Linked DNA regions of Gossypium hirsutum: regions 1 and 2 are each linked to region 3. A link is a contact called in public Hi-C data. All regions are on one chromosome and are shown on one strand. The core of a region is the stretch at or near the end of the contact, and the rest is flanking DNA. Distances in the headings are between cores, read along the strand shown.

Region 1 (2,700 bases), core at 141-2,640, 130 kb before region 3:
GACATTTGACATGTGGCCTAATTTGGGGGGAAAAATGTGAATAATTTTTGTTTGATGTTTCAAATAATGAGTTCATATTACTTACCACCTCCCGATGTTGAGTTCTCTTCCAAATTGACAGCGATTGATGCGGCCAATTCAGACAGAACGACACAGTTTAATATCTGTGTGTTTTTCACGCGCTTTTAAGAGAGTGAGTAAAAACAGAAAGAGTGAGATTGGCAGAGAGATTATGAGTTTAATTTGTCTAATATATTTTTTGTTATCTAACTATAGTATAAATTCTAAATTGGTCCTCAAATTTTAAAATATTCTGATTGAATCCTTAAACTACAGTAACATATTAATTATGTCTATGTCAACCTAGAAGTTAGCTTAAATGTTATATTTAAAATAATAGATCAATTTATAAAAAGACATATTTACAGTTGAATTCATGTATTTTAAATATTTGTCTCATTAGATCTCAATTGACATTTATCGTCTAAATCGACTGAAGGATTTGGTTGATATAATATTAGTACTTTGAACTGATTGAGTATTGTTCAGTTGACATCAATATTATTGTTGGTGTAAGAGGATATGGGTTCGAGTATACTAAAGTGCATTTATTCTCTTATTTAAATGTTGGAAACGATTATGAGTAATTTAGGCATTGTATAAAAAATATTAATATTTTGATATTTATTTACAATTGGATCTATGTATTTTAAATATTCTTCACATTAGATCTAAACTAACGTTTAATGTTTAAATTAACGACTAAATTGACAAAAATCCTTTTTTTGGGGGGGGTGTTGAGATAAAAAGCTTTGATTCATACAATATTGATACTTTAACACAGGGGTGAAGAAAGAGAGGCATGCAAAGCCCTAGCCACTCTAAAATGAAAATTTATTGATTTAGTCATCTAAAATTTATAAAATCTTAAGTTATATTTTATCTCCTCCCAAAATGCTAACATTTCGATTTAGTCTTTTTGAAAACCATAAAGAAAAAAGCTAATATTAGGATAAATTTATATTTTAGCTCTTATAAAAATATATAACTTAATCTCAGCCTTTAGAAAAATTTCTGGCTTTATCCTTGCGTTGATATGTAATTACCATTGGGTCCACGTGTTTTAAATATTATTCACATCAAATTTGAACTAGTATTTGACATCTAAATTGACAATTAAGTTAACAGAAGGAGTAATTTAAAATCTAATCAATCTTTTAAGGACTTTTGATTAATTAATCATTTTTAGCTAAAGAATTTTTACACAATTATCCATGATGGACTCTCGATCGATCTAAAGTTAAAGTTTTAATCTTTAACTTATATATTCAACTAAATTAATAGTTTTTAATATAAAAATACAAACTTTAAATGTAAACAAATTATATAGACATTTAATAAAATGTAGACACTTTTTAAGAAGGACTCCATATGAACATATATGTGGCGTTGAAAAAAAGGCACTGTTTCCACATTTCCAGATCCAAGTTCATTCAGCCACCGACACACAAAGTTTCCTAATCTCGAAGTCAAGTTTTTTTCTTTCTTCTTTAAAATTTTCCTGGAAACTTAACCATTCTCGGGATTTCCCAAGAAAAGTTAAAATCTCTCCTTCGTTAGTTTTAGTTTCCTTTTGGGGGATCATTTGGATTCTGGGTAAGTCTATCAATGCTTTCTGAATTTAATTTTCAAGTATTAAAAATGGGTTTGCTTTAAAAATGCAAGCTGTTGATCTGTTTCAGATTATAATCCACTTTTCGATCCTGCATTTTATTCCTTTTCCACTACCATTACCGCAAAAAAAAAAGTTGCTGTTTTTTTTTGCTTTTCTGTTTTTGTGCTTTATTAATAGTGATCTTTATATTTTTGTTAGTTTAAGGTCTAATATTTACTTCTTCTTTTTCATTTTTTATGGAATTTTCTCTTTGGATTGGATTAGTGTAATTGTTGTTATTATTAGTATGCTGGGAAGTGAAAAGTTGAATTGCATATAAATTATTTTAAGTTTTGTTCATAATAAACTACCACTTGAATATTTAGTTCATGGGTTGATCTGGATTTTTCATTGCATAAACACTGTCGATTTGATTTTTCGCATTAATTTCTTTCATATGATTCATTTTCGGCTTTATTGCAAACTTCTAGTTGATGAAATGTTGTGGTATTATTAAGTTGAATTACATGAATATGTCGGATTTTGAAGAATTTCGATGTTTTTCCGATGTTTTGCCGACAGGTTAAATCGAAAGGAAGTCCGACATGTTCCGGCTTTCACCTGGTAGGAACCAAAGATCGAAAGGATTGAAGGTGAAGCATGCTCTACAAATATGTGTTCTTGTTGGTATTTGCATTTGGCTGCTTTACCAAGTTAAGCACTCTGGGGAGAAGAAAGCCATTTATGAGAAATCTGGGAGTGATGTTGTGAAGTTGGGGCGAAAGGACTTCCCTCGATCGGAAGGGATGACTGTTACAGATGCACGGCATAAGGAGGAAGAAGAGGAAGAAAGTAAGAATGGGGATGAAGATAATAAGCCTGAGGTAACCGAAGATGAAGGAAATGGGGAAGTCGGTGGGATGCATGAGCATGATAATGAGATACCCGAGGAGGGAACTGAGCGTGAAGAACATAGGAATGACGATAACGAAGAGACTATGGAAAATGAAAACAAAGGAAATGAGGAGACTCGTGAAGGCGATAAT
Region 2 (2,865 bases), core at 351-2,850, 220 kb after region 3:
TTACCAGGATATTTTCCATGTCCCACAGATTGTGGAGATTCAGAATCAGAACCAGCTTCATGAAACATCCAACTTTTCTCAGTGTACACATAGCCTTTCACCTCAGAGAATCCATCCATGGTATCAGAAAAACCCCTTTTGTTTCCAGTAACAACATTTTTCTGAGATGATGAGCAGATTCCATCTTTGGAAGGAAGTAGAGGAAATAGTGGCTTCTCGTCAAGTTTTCCCAAGTTCAACAAGCAAAACTCTGTTTCTCTCTCAGGGGATTGTGATCCAGGAAGACCGAGCCTAAGCTCCGTAGCCAAATTCAGATTACTCGAGACACCCGAGCTGTCAACTGAAGAACAATCTGATAATCCAAGATAATTACGCTCCTTTAACCCCATGCCATTCTCGGAGATACATTCAACAGAGGGAGAAGAAACACTACTCTGCACTTCCTCCTCCACGCCCAGCAGCGGTGGAGACATCAGAAACCAAAACTTCTCAAAATAGCCTCTTTACTACATAGAAAAAGAAAAACAAATCAATATTTTCAGCTAACTTCAAGAAAAACGCTTTTTAAGCCAAACCATTTAAGAAAGGAAAAACAAAAGATTTAACACCACTAAAAATACAACAGACGGATCCTGGTGAAAAGCCACTTCAACCTTTTTTTCTTAAGAAACTCCAGCTACCATGGTTAATTTGTGTCATTTTTATGGCTCACATTCTAAAGGTTAAATTACTGAAAGTTTTCAGCTCCAAAGCTCAAACAATGGTGTAAAGCCCTAGCTAATCTGCATTCAACCAGTCTTACTTCACAAAAACTAAATCGCATGCTAATAAAAGAATATACAAATATCCTTAACATTTGGAGAATAATCTCTACTCCGTGATTTAACAAGAAAAAAAGAACATACAAAAATCCGAGTCCAATTTAAAAATAATGCTACGAAAAATTAACTACTATTAGTATTGGTTTTCCAATAGGTTGCTGCTGATGAGAAATAATAGAAATAAAAACACAAATTTTGTTTAGATCATGAAAAAGAGAAAAAAATGTTCACTGAAGCCTTACTGTTCTACGCATTAAAATCCTTTTTAAGATAGTTGAGTTTTCCATTTTTCCTGAACAATAAGCAGAACAAAAAAGAAAAACAAAACAAACAAAAAAAAGCAAAAAAAAAAAACACGGAAGGTACTAATCTTTCTCCATCCATTTTCTTTCGTTTTCCGGGCAACCAAACAGAACAAACTGAATTTAAGAAAAAAAACTGGAGATCTTACAGTTGAAATGAAGCGGAACTGCAAAACAGAAACAAACGAACAAAAAAAGGAAAAAATGCAAATCTAAACAAAAGAATTTCACAAAAAAAAAGGAACTCACCGAAGAAAAGTTTAGTGAAGGGAACAAAGAGAAGAAGACCGATTACTGCTTTCAAAAATTGCAGGCGAAAAATGCACGAACTGCAGAGAAAATGAATAAATAAATAAATAAAGCTTTAAGGTCCTTCCATTAAGCAGAAAGTAACAAAGGCCGAGGAACTTGAAAAAATAAAAAATGGAGGGGCAAAAGCGAAAATAGACATAAAAAAGGTGGCGTAATTTTTATGATCCCCTTTGAAAGATTGTGGACCAGGTCGTTTTTTTTTGCTGCGCCGATCAAGAAGTTGGGGGGAGGGGAATCTTGATCTAACGGTTGAGATGTTTGATTTTGAAAAAAGAAAAAAAAAATTGTATTTGTTATTGTTAGTTAATGTCTGCATTACTCGTTGTATTATAAGTAAGTTATGGATTTAGTTATTATATTTTTTTCTTTTTAAAATTTTACTCGTATTTAAAAAAATAGTTAGTGAATTCATTAAGTTTTGTTACTTTTAGAATTTTTTACGGTAAACATATTATTATATATCTAATATCATGTCAATTTATCATTTTCACTTATTATTTAAAAAAAAATATTTAACGATGATTACTTACGTCAAAAATTAAAATTTAAAAATTTGAGATCATTGACTAAATTTACAACTTTACTCCTAATATAAAACTAATAGTATATAATAATATAAATTAAAATATAGGGTTGGAATACAAAAACTAGTAATACAATTTGTCTACTACTAATATTAAAATTTATAATTTCAATAGAAAATTGTAGCTATTATAGTAAATACACATTTTTAATTATTTAAATTTAGTTTCAAAAATTAATGACAATATATAATTTGATTTATCTCTGATTAAACAATTGATATTCTATTAATTCAATTAACTTAAATCAACTAATAAATTTAATTAAAGTTTTTTTATAGTTTTTAATTGATTTAACTCAAACTTAGTTAGGGATGAGCTTGATGGATTTTGAACCGATAAATTCTATTTAGAACGAATTTTCTTTTTTGAAGAGCGGATGTAGGGGAGGGTGGATTTTTTCTTTTGAATAATAGATCTGGAGTGATTATGGGAATTGTTTGCCCTGCCTCGCCCTACTTCACTATATGAAATTACCATTTTATTCTTGTGTATATAAAGTAACCATTAAAAGGATAAAAATATACTAACGTAATATAAAAAATTTATATATTTTATGTTTAATTAATTTCTGAATAATTATATTTAAATATTTACTTAATTTTTAAAATATTAAAAACGAGATGCCAAAATTAAATTGAAGTGAAGCAGAATAAGACTGAAATAGATAAAAATGAAAAATGAAAAATCGTTTTAATTGTGTGATTATTTTGGACTAGCGTTCTAATTGTTCTATTAAAGCAAAGGATGATTACAGAAAAAAATTTTAAATATAAAAATGGTTAATAATTAATTAAATTAATTACTATTTTTACTTTATGTACTGTTTACTTTATGCTTTAATGTCTA
Region 3 (2,700 bases), core at 12-2,511:
AAGTCAAGGGTTTTTTTTTAAAAAAAAATGGAGGAACGAGGGTAACAAGGTTAATTATTATTATTACCTGAGCAACAATGGTGATGTCAAGAGTAGCTTGTCCAAAGGGCAACACATTAGTATTCAACACACAGAGATGAAGCTTTTCGACTTCGTTCATGATGTTTGAAATGAACCCTTTGTTCTTCTCACAATGGATTCGAATCAACACATCTTTGTCTGAGACTCTAGCTTCAATCTCAGGGAACAGCTTGTTGTTTGTTTGGTTGCTATCAAAATTCTCATCAGATGAAGATGTTTCATCGTCTGCATAAATTTGGGTTTTTTTAACAAAAATCACTGATTCCGTTGCTTTTTTAGCTGCTTGCTCTTCAAGTGTTGCCACTTTCTCTTGAAGCTGTTTCATGTACTTTATAGCATCTCCAAGGACAGAAGCTTTGTCTGTCTGCATATTACATCAACAATTCAGCATAAAAGATAAAACCCGAAAATTTGAACATGAAATCATGGAAATTTGTTACCTTTTTCAAGCCTGGAATCAGTGCTGAAAGTGATATGAACCTTTGGCTAAGCTTTTCACGGCGTTTCCTTTCGGCAATTACATGGTCTTGAGCATGTAATGGTGTCCTTGTCATAGAACCCACTTTTTTTGTAACCTCATAGTATTGTTGAGATACAGCCGGTGATGGATTCGAGTTATGGAAGGAGATTATATGAGAAGATGGGGAAGAAGAAGAAGAAGCTTTTGGTGGTGGTGGTGGTGGGATGTTTTCGTTGATCGAAAAATTCCAGTTATTGTCTGTCTTGAGTTGTTTCATTGGCCTTTTGAACTCGTTGTCGTCGACCACTTGATGAAAAGCTTGAATATTGGATGAACCATTGTTTATATTTGGATAAGATGAATAACTCTCAGAAGAAAAAGACTGGAAATTGGTATCATCAAATGAATAATCCATGTTTGGTATTGCAAATTGTGGGAAAAACGTGGGATCCTCCACTGTTTCCTGCAAAATCAAATAACTTAAGCAAATCTGGGAAAATCAAAGAATTGCAGAAAGAAAAAAGAGTGTGCTTTTTTACCACTTCAGATATCCATTTGTTTGAAACGATTTCCATTAAAGAACCCTTTTTTCTGGAACTTTTGGTGTTGGAAAAGATGACTTTAAAAACTGGAATTATTTTTGTTTCCCAATTGGAGAGTGGAAGTGGTGGAACTAATTAATTTGTGAAAGCTATATATATACAGGTGTTACCATATTGTACGCGGTTCTAAGTAGTATATGGTGTTCTTGCTAAGTGTGAAAGTAGGGCTTTCATTTTTATAGTTTTCTTTACTGTTCATATGGTGGGTTTGTTTCTGGATTTTTCTCTTTTTTGTTGTTGTTTTTTTTATGCTAATATCAACATCTGATCTTTTTTCTTTTTCCTTTTTCCGTTGTCTATTTGGGTTTTTCACATATAAGTTAGTTTAATATTTAGCTTAGTTTCTTTGTGTTAAGGAAGAATTTTTTTTTTTAGGAATTTTAAGCATTTTTTAAAAAAATTTTATGGGTAGTTATTTTGGGTTTTGACTTGTTAAGGGAATTGAATTGGATAAAATCTTAAAAGTATCGATTGCTAGTAGCCAATAAAACCCTTAATAAATGGTATTGTCTTTCATTAAGGTTGTGTTATGAATCTATGGAGAGTTTGATTGGCTAAAACGTTCAACTAAATAGAAGTGTTTTGCCAAGATAAATCATTCACCTACTAAGGAAATGTCACTATTTGTACTTGGTAGAATTTAAGCCCATGCCCTACAACTAGCTTGAATAGTAGCATAGTTGCTAGTAATTGTTATATATGTTGTAGGGTACGAATTCAAATTCTACCAAACATAAATACTTACATTCTTTTAGAGGTAATTGTGTGTATTTCGATAAATCGCTCTTTAAATTATATATATTATGTTTGGAGTGAAAATAATTTTTTCTATAATTTAATGCCAAATAATTCATATATTTATATTATATCATCCTTTCATAATCGAAATTAAGATTTTACATACTCTTATACTTTGTCATTTTGTGTATTTTTCACATGTTTATATATTTATATTCTATTTACGTAGTTGTCAAAATTTTTTATGTTACTAAATGGATTTGACTTTTTCTAAGAGAGTATATGTAGACATGTAAGAAACACATTTTTTATATCCGAAAAAGGATTTGAATACAAACAGCTTCCAAGAATTAGGGTTCACTGCCCTCAACATTTTAAGTAAACTCTTTTTTCTTTTGTCCACTATGAGTTTTCCTATATTTAATATATATGAAGCTGAATTTACATTATTTATTTATTAATAATGCTTAAATTTACATACAAAATATAAAATAGTAAATAGTAATTTAAAAAGTTATAAAATGATAATTAAATTATTTGAGAGTTTTTATTTAAATTATTAGACTAATAAAATCACTACTATATGACCTTTTATTATTAACGCCACTTACACTAATTGAAAGCTTTCATTTCTTTTTTCTTCTACAATTAGTTTTTTCATGAAACAACTTTGAACATCATGTATTTACGAACCAACATCCAAATAATTTTCTTCTTTGATTTTCGACACAACTGTCAATCAACTTGGATCTAAGGTATATTCTTCTACTCATCAATTGGTTACTAATCTACTATATTGATCGTTAAATTGTTGTTTAG

The links. Hi-C and Micro-C count contacts between places; a contact is called where the count stands out from the background.
Region 1: a contact with region 3 is called in a Hi-C map of leaf, with 1.9 times the contacts expected there. The contact joins the promoter of LOC107935254 here to the promoter of LOC107935247 in region 3. A contact is called at or near these places in 4 of 34 Hi-C or Micro-C datasets (callus, leaf and seedling).
Region 2: a contact with region 3 is called in a Hi-C map of leaf, with 3 times the contacts expected there. The contact joins the promoter of LOC107943407 here to the promoter of LOC107935247 in region 3. A contact is called at or near these places in 2 of 34 Hi-C or Micro-C datasets (both in leaf).

The regions. Positions count from the first base shown.
Region 1 is chrA02:104,515,783-104,518,482 of Gossypium_hirsutum_v2.1, reverse strand. It overlaps LOC107935254, which reads left to right and starts at 1,390. Exons shown (of 2, transcript XM_016867821.2): 1 at 1,390-1,656; 2 at 2,237-2,700. The coding sequence starts at 2,260.
Region 2 is chrA02:104,162,556-104,165,420 of Gossypium_hirsutum_v2.1, reverse strand. LOC107943407 (auxin-responsive protein IAA9) reads right to left here and starts at 1,600. Exons shown (of 6, transcript XM_016877161.2): 1 at 1,373-1,600; 2 at 1-506. The coding sequence starts at 473.
Region 3 is chrA02:104,381,459-104,384,158 of Gossypium_hirsutum_v2.1, reverse strand. It overlaps LOC107935247 (transcription factor bHLH18), which reads right to left and starts at 1,261. Exons shown (of 4, transcript XM_016867816.2): 1 at 1,081-1,261; 2 at 522-1,004; 3 at 68-445. The coding sequence starts at 1,116.